Linked DNA regions of Sus scrofa: region 2 is linked to region 1. The links are chromatin contacts, called in public Hi-C maps. All regions are on one chromosome and are shown on one strand. The core of a region is the stretch at or near the end of the contact, and the rest is flanking DNA. Distances in the headings are between cores, read along the strand shown. Region 1 holds the start of HEXDC (hexosaminidase D). Region 2 overlaps CCDC57 (coiled-coil domain-containing protein 57).

Region 1 (4,687 bases), core at 1,096-3,595:
CCTCTTGTGGATGGCGCTCCCCAGGGGCCTTGGAATTTTGTGGGATGGGGCCTTGCCTTGCTGGGATGAGGGGCCGTTTGGCCAGGAAAATACAGGCCAGCGGGGCCGATTTGAATTTCAGATGAACAACTGCGACTTTCCAGGACAAGCAATCCCTGTGGTGCCCCACACCCCACTGGGCGGCCCAGCAGCGGGCACACACCCACCCTGGAGGACAGCCCAGAGGCGGCATCCACACCATTCTAGCACCATCACGGAGCAGAGACCCGGCCCCTTTGGGAAGCCCATTCTGGAGGACCAAAGCTGTGTCTGTGCCTCTGGCCGCTGTCCCTCTGCAGGGCCTGGAGAGCTGCCCCAGGATGGTCCCCACCCTCCCTGCCTCTCTCCTGGAAAGTGAGCGAGTGAGCAAGTGAGCTGTCAGCGTCGGTGCACACACGGGAGTGCACCTCCACAGACACGCCGCCCGCACCGAGGGCGAGGAAGGGGAGTCCAGAGGCTTCAACCACACCCAGCTATCTGAGGGGTGTCGTAAAAATGTACACAACCTCCAGTTTGCCCCTGGAACCGTTTTAGAGGAGCAGCTGCGGCGTTACCCACACCCTCGCTGTTGAATGACCAGGACCTTCACCTCCCGACCTTTCCCGCCCTCCCCACTGGAAGCCCAGACCCTCCCACACAAGGCCAACCGGTCTCAACGTTGATACATTATCATCATGACTATTTGTCTTTTTAGGGCCGCACCTGCTGCACATGGAGGTTCCCAGGCTAGGGGTCCAATCAGAGCTACAGCTGCCGGCCTGCACCTCAGCCACAGCCACGCGGGATCCTTAACCCACTGAGCAAGGCCAGGGATCGAACCTGCGTCCTCGTGGACACTAGTCGGGTTCGTTACTGCTGAGCCACAGTGGGAACTCCCAGAGGCGTGACCACGCTGCCCTCTCCCCCGTCACCTCCGCATCGAGTACCTTCAAACCTGCGCTGACTGTCATAGTCCTCGGAGCAGGGCACCTCGATGAACCTGCCCGGCAGGACCTCGCTGCGGCCAGCAAGCACCTCGGCGATGCCATCCTCATCAGCCCCCAGGCGGCCCCACAGCAGGAGCCCCGCCAGCGTGGTGCAGGCCCCCAGGACGGCGACTCGCAGCCACTTCCTCCGCACATCCCGCGGTGCCCGGACACCCTTGGTGCTGAGAACAGAAGACAGCTGTGGTCACCCAGACACACCTGCCGGGGCTGAAAGGGGAGACCACGACCACCAGAGGCCATGCCACACTCACTCACAGCCTTAAAGTGTCCCCATGCTGGCCACGGTCAGAGCCACTCACAGTCCGTCCAGGGGCACTTCCCAGCACCCCCATGACGAGGCAGGGTTCACTGTGACCTCCGAGGGCAACAAGGTGAAATGCCCGTCAGTGTCCCTCCCTCCCAGCCCGGCCCACAGAGAACCTGTGTGAGGGTCCTTGCACAGTCTGTGGCACCAATCAGGTTGCCTGCATCTAAAAACGGCCCCATACAGCCCCATGCGTGGGGTCCCGGAGCGGCGTGCGCGCACCATGCGAACTAAGTCAAATGTGAGTCAAACCAGTTTCACCGAAACCACTGGCGGCCAGAAAGAGAACACAAGTATGACAGAATGACTCGCCACCAAGACACTTTCTGTGCCCTCAGGTTAACTGCGGGAGTCACCCCGCCCCGTGGAAGTTGCGGGCGTGTCTGTGTGTGTGTGTGGTGCACACCGTGCGTGTCTGTGCTCACTTCGTGTCACGGAGCACTCGTGTGCTCTGTTACCCAAGAAACATGTGTAGGGCTTAGACGGGCAGAAATGAGAAGCCGACCCGGGAATCCTTTTATGGAGGTGCACCTTGTTCCTTCAAGTGCAAGGTCGATTCCTGAAAAGCAGGAAGGCTGCCTTCTATTTTTATACGCCCCTCCCACCTCTAACTGCTCTATAAGTAACACATGAAATCCAATTAAATGAGTCCCACGGGGCGCACAGCTCAGTCAGACCATGCTGGACAGATACCGGTCCTCTTAAACGGGGAGCATGGATGCCCAGCTCCCGAAGACCCCTTCCCCCATCCCCACACCACGGAACGGCCGTCCAGCCTCCAGCCCACCTGGCCTCCTCTTATTAGAACAAGGTGGACACCTAACTCCAGCGGGCCCATCACTTCTCTTTCCCAAGAACTCCGAAGGAGGCAGAGGGACGGCACCCCCCATCTCAGTGGCAAGGGCTGGAACCCCAAGGAGAGGTACAAAGCTGTGGGTGTTACAGTTCTCCTGGAGAGGGAGGTGCGGAGACAAGAGAGGGGGAAGAGCCTCCTGGGCCAGATTCGGATGCAACACCCCCCTGAGGGGGTGGGGCCTCTCCTCAAAACAAGAACCCAGCCCTGTTCAGGGTTAGCGGGCTCAAGCTGTACCCTGAGAATTCTGCCAAAACAGAAGGGAATTGGGAGTAAGGTCCACGGCCCCTGGGGCAAGCACGACTACGCGGTGATTTATCCTGGAAGGATGAAGATACGCCCTGGCTCTGAAAGCTTTCGGCAGAATCCTCTCCAAGGCTATGGTGAGATCATTTATTCATTCAGCGGGCCACCCATCGGTGAACCCTCGTGTGCACAGCCCTAAGGAAAGCCCAGCGACCAGACGAGGGGGGCCTCACGACCGCTGTCCCCGTCCAGGAGGCGCGGCGTGGAGCCCGCGATACACATGCGGAAAGCGGTCAGGGACGGTCCCCCCACGGGCAGCCCCCGCCCTCCGGCCAGGCCTCGCCCCTCTCGGCTCCCGGTCCGCTCAAGGACATGCCACGCCCCGGCGGCAAGGCCACACCCACGCCGCCGCGACGTCCCAGGGAAGGCCCCGCCCACAACCCGCCGGGAAGGCCCCGCCCCTCCGCCCTGGCCACGCCCACGGGCCGCCCGCGCGCTCCCCCCCGCTGCCCGGTACCTGTTCGGGCGCCCGCGCTCCGCCGCCCCGCAGCCCTCGGGCCCCTTGGGCGCGCCCCTCCGCTGAGGTGCCATTGGCCGGGCCGCCGCAGCGCTGTGCGGAACGCGGGATCCCCCACGAGCCCGGACGAGCGCCGCGAGAGGCAGTGCGAGGCCGGCGCGGCCGCGGACCCGGAGCGACGCGCTCGGCTGTCGACCTCCGGCCTGTTGGTCAGGCCGGAGCAATCGGAGGCCGAGCGCCGAGCGGTGCGGGGCGGGGACCTGAACGCCGACCTGGCGCGCACTCTGCAGTGCACACCTGCCCGCTCCACGGAACCGGACGAGCTTCTGAGCCTTCTCTGAAGTGTGTCCTCGCCCTGCCGTGCGCACTCTCCCGGGGTCTCCGGTCCAGGTCCAGCTCCCCAGGGGTCTCCAGGCCTCTCCCGGAGGGTTTCCAGGCCCCTCTCCCTGGGCCCGTGCCGCATCTGAGGACCCTGTACCCATTTGGTGCTTTGTACACCTGCATCTCTAAGGACTTGCTGCTTTGGGTTTGTGTTTGTTTTTTAATTTTATGGCTGCACCCAATTTTATGGCATATGGGGATTCCCAGGTCAGGGACTGAATCCGAGCTGCAGCTGCGACCTACCTGCAGCAAGCAGGACCCTTTTAACCCACTGCACAGGGCATGGAATCAAACCCGAAGCCTTGGAGCCACTTCAGTGGGATTCTTAACCCACTTCACCGCAGCAGGAATTCACCTGCTGCTTTGTTTACAGCTTTCAATTTCCCTAGAGAACCTTCCATCCAGTGGGCAAGACGTAAGCTCTTAAGGAGCCCTGTCAGGATACCTAAAATTCTGAAAGAGTGGAATTAGCAGGGAGGTTCATTCATGAAGGTTAAGTCTGAAGAAGGTGAGTAGTTTACTGGTACAGGGGGAAAAGAAAACCTTCTTAGACTCATTGGACAAGAAAAGAGATCAGCCCAGCAGTCCTGAAACTGGGGCAATCAGACGCCATCTCATGGCAACTTACCTAGAAGGGACAGTTGTGGGCCTAGCGGGTCGTCTAAGAACAGGGGTGACAGTTGACAAGTCTTTGAAATAGTTTCATTTCTGTAGAACTCATGGAGGAGGGACTCAAAGCAATGGAGCCACACACACAGAAGATGGAGTACTGACTTCTCCCTCTTCCTCTAGGTTTGCAGCACCTCACGCTGGTAAACAATTCCAAGTGCATCTGCTGCAGGTAAGACGTCTGCGTTCATTGCTACCCCGGGGCTGCAGGAATGACAGGATTTCTCTCTGAACCCGAGGAGGCTCACAGGGCAGGCATGCAGACTTCTCAGCTCGGGAGTTCCCATTGCGGCTCAGCGAAAACGACTGACTAGTATCCATGAGGACGCAGGTTCAATCACTGGCCTCGCTCAGTGGGTTAAGGATCCGTCGTTGCCATGGCTGTGGCGTAGGCCAGCAGCTACAGCTCTGAATCAGCCTCCTAGCCTGGGAACCTCCATATGCCCCGGGCGTGACCGTAAAAAGACAAAAAAAAAAAACCAAAAAAAACTTCTTAGCTCGCATGTTTTCCTTTTAATTTGATTCCCTGGAAAATAGATTTGGTTTTTTAAAAAGTAAAACAGTTCATCCTCAAAACGTTGCAGCTTTTTAAAGTGCTTTGTCTTAAATTCATTCAGTCCTCAGCTCATAATTTAGTTGACTTAAGAATTTTCTCATTGAGATTATCTTGAATGCAAATTTTTTTTTTTTTA
Region 2 (4,687 bases), core at 1,526-4,025, 160 kb before region 1:
TCCGACTAGGAACCAGGAGGATGTGGGTTCGATCCCTGGCCTCGCTCAGTGGGTTAAGGATCCGGCGTTGCCGTGAGCTGTGGTGTAGGTCGCAGCCGCGGCTTGGATCCTGCATTGCTGTGGCTCTGGTGTAGGCCAGTGCTGCAGCTCCGATTCGACCCCTAGCCTGGAAACCTCCATATGCTGAGGGAGCGGCCCAAGAAATGGCAAAAAAAAAAAGATGTGTTTCTGGAGTACACAAGAAGCACTCTTACACATTGATAATGCGAAAATAAGGAGTTCCCTGGTGGCCTAATGGTTAAGGACCCGGCACTGTCACTGCTGGGGCTTGGGTTGCTGCGGTGCTGCAGGCCTGCTCCCTGGCCTGGGAGCTTCTGCCTGCCGTGGGTGCGGCCAAATAATAATAGGAAGACAAATAACAAGTTGAACAGACACGTCCCAAAAGAAGACGTGTGACAACGAGCGCAGGAAAAGGCGCTCAGACGCTGATCATCAGGAGTGCTCAAGCCACAGCCCGGCACGACTACGGGCCCACGAGACGGGGGACAGAGAGAGACCGACGGCGCCGAGGGCCGGGACCGGAGCGACCAGAAGGCCCATCTGTGAAACGCCCCAACCGTCCAGGAAGACGGCTGGGCAGGCTCTGACGTCAGAGCCAAGCCAGCACCGCATGGCGGTCACCGAGCCCGCGCCCGAGGATGCGTGCGGCGGCACGGCCGGGGAACAGAGCAGCCCGAGCGCCCACACAGCTGCAGGGCACCGGGCAGAGAAGGGACGAGCTACGCCCACCCGACAGACAGACGGGATGCCTCAGACAGCCGGCAGGAGCCACCTCCCAGCTCCCGGAGCAGGGAGCCCCCAGCCGGGGGGCGGGGGGTGCTCCTGCTGGTTGCACAGGAGAACCTGCCTGGAACCCTGTGGAAGCACACGCTTAGCACGGGTGCCGGGGCCGTAGGAAATTACAGCTCAGCAGGGCTGAGTCCTCCGGGAGGTGACGAGGGCGCATCACCCCCACGTCAGACCTGCGCTGCAGGCACAGGGGCCCGCAGGGCCGCCTTGCTTCTCCCCCTGGGCAATTCAGCTTCTTGAAAGAAAGCTGCACCGAGCTTCTGCCGGAGCCTGGGAACCCCATCTGCACGCGAGGGGGTCCTGGCCCCAACTGCGGACCTCCGACCCCCGTCTGGCCGCACGGCACACGCAGGCCCCTGGCCTCCTGAGCCCTAAGCCCTCGCGGTGGTGCTCCTGCCCCCATCACCGCTGTGGGGCCTCACCGCCCTGGTCCTTTATCATCCCGTTTCCAGCGGCGTCGGAAGAGTGGACAAGCGTGGCCGACGTGCCACACGGACCAGAGGCCTGGACACAGCCGCACCAAGTACCCAGTGAGGGAGAGAGTCACACTGGAACGGGTCAGTGCGACTCCAGTCCCTCTCCTGCCCTAGAATCCCACAGCGACTCCATCCGGCACCGTGCTGAGCGGGGCGCAGATGACACTCATTCCCGCGGGCCAGCTGCCCAGACGCCGGCCAGCGCGAGGAGCTCACGCCAGGGACGAGGCGGTGAGGACCGGCTTGAAGTCACGGACAGCACAGCACACTAGCGGATTCGAGATCTCTGACCAAGTAACAGCACCTGCTTTTTTCTTTTCGGCTGCCCCTGCGGCATGCACAAGTTCCAGGGCCAGGGATCAAAACTGCGCCACGGCGGCAACCAGAGCCACAGCAGTGGCAAGGCCAGGTCCTTAACCCACTGAGCCACCAGGGACCTCCCCAGGGGCCTGCCTTGAAGAGGCCTGGACAACTCCCAAGAAGGGGGTCTGGGAGAGGCCGATACACACACAGCAGCCTCCCCGCCATCCTCAGCGACACTGCGCAGAAACACAGCTACAGACACGAGCGTCACACTTTCTAATCCTCTGCGAAGCGAGATGCAGTAGGGGCACGCGAGAGACTGGGATCAGGACAGAAGGATCCCAGGTCGCTCCTTCCAGCACTCTTCACAACAGCGAAGCCCTTGGTCCTGCCCCAGGTTCCGCAGGCCACGGCCGCCAGGGGGCAGGAGGCCCGCAGGCCCGCGGCGGGAAGCAGTTGGTGCGAAGGCAACGAGGCGCTGCGTCCAAGGCCAGCCGGCCCACGCCTCACCACCCTCTCTGCTGCCCCCACCCCGTCTGACGTCCCCTCCCCTTCCTGGTCCTTGCATTCAAGGCTCACCCTTTGGGGAGCCCCAGGCTCTCAGCTCTGAACCTGTGACGCCCCCACCTCCCACGCAGCCTGACCAGCCCCACCCCGACCCCCCGCTCCCTGCTGGGCTCCCGAGGTCGGCCCTCAGCTCCAAAGCGCCTGCCTCGTGGCCCGCCTGCCCTCTCAGCGTGTGTCCCCACCTGCCCGCTGCTGTGGGGCTCAGCCCACCTCTCACCAGTGCTGCAGCAGCCTCGGGGCCCCACAGCCTGTCCTCAGTGCAACAGCAGAGGACCCTTTAAAAAGCACCCAAGAGCGTCTCCGCTCACCTGGAGCACAGGCCTCCCCCGAGGGCCTGGGAGGGCCACGCCGCCCCGCCTCGGCCTGGGGAACCTGAACTCTGGCCCCAGGCACCCGTGCTCCCTCCCACACCCCCGGCACCTGCAGGCTTGCGCTCACATGCTCACATGTCCTCTTCCCCCCCGGGGCCCCGCCTCCGTGTCCCTCCGTGGCTTCCCCCCAGGGACGGTGCTGTTCCGCCTGCACTGTGCACCCAGGGCGGGCGGGGCCGGTGCTCAGGCCCAACCCTGGGCCCGGGGCGGGGGCCTGGCAGAGACCGTTTGTTACAGGATGAGTAAGCCCATGAGCTGTTCTGTTTCTCCTCCAATGGCTTCTAATCCTGTGACTGCCAACCAGCAAGGGAAAAGCTTCCCCAAGTCCACCGTCTACAACCTGCAGGCCCAACCAAGCGCTAAGCAGGGTAACTCGGTGCCTGTCGTCTTCTGTTTCTTTCCCGAAGGAAAGCTCACTGTCAGCACTGAGTGCGTTCACCCTCCGACGGGTGGACAGTGTGCCCACAGAGCCTCAAACGGAGACAGCAAAGCGGCTAGGGAAGCCCCAAGGCGGACAGAGGCGGCGTGGGCCCGGCTGCCCGGCCCAGAGAGCCCCTGGCAATGGGGGAGCCGGGCGCCCTCTCCTTCGCTCCGGAGACAGCGCCGGAGTGAAAACCCAGTCTGGAGCGCCCTCCTCACGGCCGCGAGGGCGCAAAGCCAGAACGAGCCTGAGTCTCAGCAAGGGCTGCGTGTGGACAGGCGGGGCTGCCCCCAGAGACCCAGGCCAGCGGCCACAGCTCCCCCGGGTCACCGCTGCCTCCCAGGGCCACGGCCCCCGCCTGGCCGGAGCCCTTCCGAAGCGCCGTCTTTGGAAGCCTCCCTTGAGGGACACGAGTCACAGCTGGGCTTTTCCTGGCCACCCAGCTCAGGCCCCAGTGACCTTGGGCTGTTTCCAAAAGTCAGACTGGCCCCGAGGATCCCACAGGAAAGCCCTCCGAGGAAGCTCAGGGAAGGGCGTCGCGCGCAGCACCGAGGACGGGGCTTCCAGACCCGGGCGGAGGCGGGGGGGTGGGGGTGGGGGGGGCGCTCTCTGCCGCCGGCCACGCGGGAGGCTCGGGCAGGTGCCTGTCTACCCTGACCGATGGGCACAGCATGGCTCACGATGCTGCCCTATCTCAGGGCACTGGCGCGGGGCCGAGGATGGCGGGGCGGGGGGGGGCTGTCCTTGAGAACTGCGGGGCCCTGCCCAGCACAGAGCAGCACAGGCTGGTGTAGGAACACACCTGCCCCGCGGCACGTCTCCTGGGAAACCAGGGCCCGAGCTCGGGTCCAGTGGCTCACTCAGCATCACTCCGAGGGCACAGCAAGGCTGACGTCTAGATCCAGTTCCTTCTCCAATATCACAGACACGAGGCTAAAAATAAGGCGTGAGTAGTTGCCCCAAGACAGGCCGACAGCGCCCGAGTTCACACGTTTGGGTGTCTCGGGCTCAAATGACAGCTCTGCCACTTACTAAGATGGGTCCTGGGCGGGTTACTTAACACCTCTGGACCTCAGGCCCCCGTGTCTGTAAAATGTAGATCAAAACTGGCCTCTGCCGGAGTTCCCTTCGTGGTTCAGTGGTTAACAAACCCAACTAGGAACCATGAGGATGCGGGTTCAATCCCTGGCCTTGCTCAGTAGGTCGGGGATCCAGTGTTGCCGTGAGCTATGGCGTAGGCCGGCAGCTGCAGCTCCCATTCAGCCCGTAGCCTGGGAACTGCCATGTGCCGCAGGTGTGGCCCTAAAAAGACAAAGCAACAACAATAACAACAAACGTGTTGAGCAGATAAATTCACCCCCCTGCTCGAGGAGCGTCATGGAGGCAGTTTCCATCAACACCAGCCACTGCTTCGATGACGCAAGTTCGGCGCCTCCTGGGAAGAGACCAAGGGACCCCAGGCCCCTGCACGCGCGCAGCTCTGCTGGACGTGCGCTTTGGCCGCACATGTGAAGGAGAGGCTCCCGCAAACCCCACACAGCTAAGACCTGCGGAGGTGGAGGCCGAGTTTCAAGGACACCGAGGAGAAATCTGGGTGACAGGTTTAAGTGTCACCAGTCAGCTGACGCATCTATATTTAAACTTATGATCATTTACTGTTTTGTTGAAAGAAATGCAGTTACTACAGTTTGTGTTCCCAG

Evidence for each region. Hi-C and Micro-C count contacts between places; a contact is called where the count stands out from the background.
Region 2: a contact with region 1 is called in a Hi-C map of fetal liver, with 2.0 times the contacts expected there. The contact joins the enhancer-like site here to the promoter of HEXDC in region 1. A contact is called at or near these places in 5 of 47 Hi-C or Micro-C datasets (embryonic fibroblasts, epiblast stem cells, fetal liver and 2 more) and 1 of 2 datasets of contacts at active chromatin or transcription factors (skeletal muscle).

What each region holds. Positions count from the first base shown.
Region 1 is chr12:675,611-680,297 of Sscrofa11.1, reverse strand. HEXDC (hexosaminidase D) reads left to right here and starts at 2,345. Exons shown (of 13, transcript XM_021066340.1): 1 at 2,345-2,565; 2 at 4,119-4,167. The coding sequence starts at 2,511. OGFOD3 (2-oxoglutarate and iron-dependent oxygenase domain-containing protein 3) reads right to left here and starts at 3,152. Exons shown (of 9, transcript XM_003357915.5): 1 at 2,946-3,152; 2 at 966-1,186. The coding sequence starts at 3,019.
Region 2 is chr12:835,634-840,320 of Sscrofa11.1, reverse strand. All of the region lies in intron 3 of CCDC57 (coiled-coil domain-containing protein 57), which reads right to left. Among named protein-coding and RNA genes, the nearest start is that of CCDC57, 19 kb to the right of the region's middle. Within about 2 kb of position 2,775, at least 31 of the 83 cell types and tissues checked have an H3K27ac peak or open chromatin away from gene starts, as enhancers often do. A contact at or near this core is called in fetal liver and skeletal muscle, where this site is marked.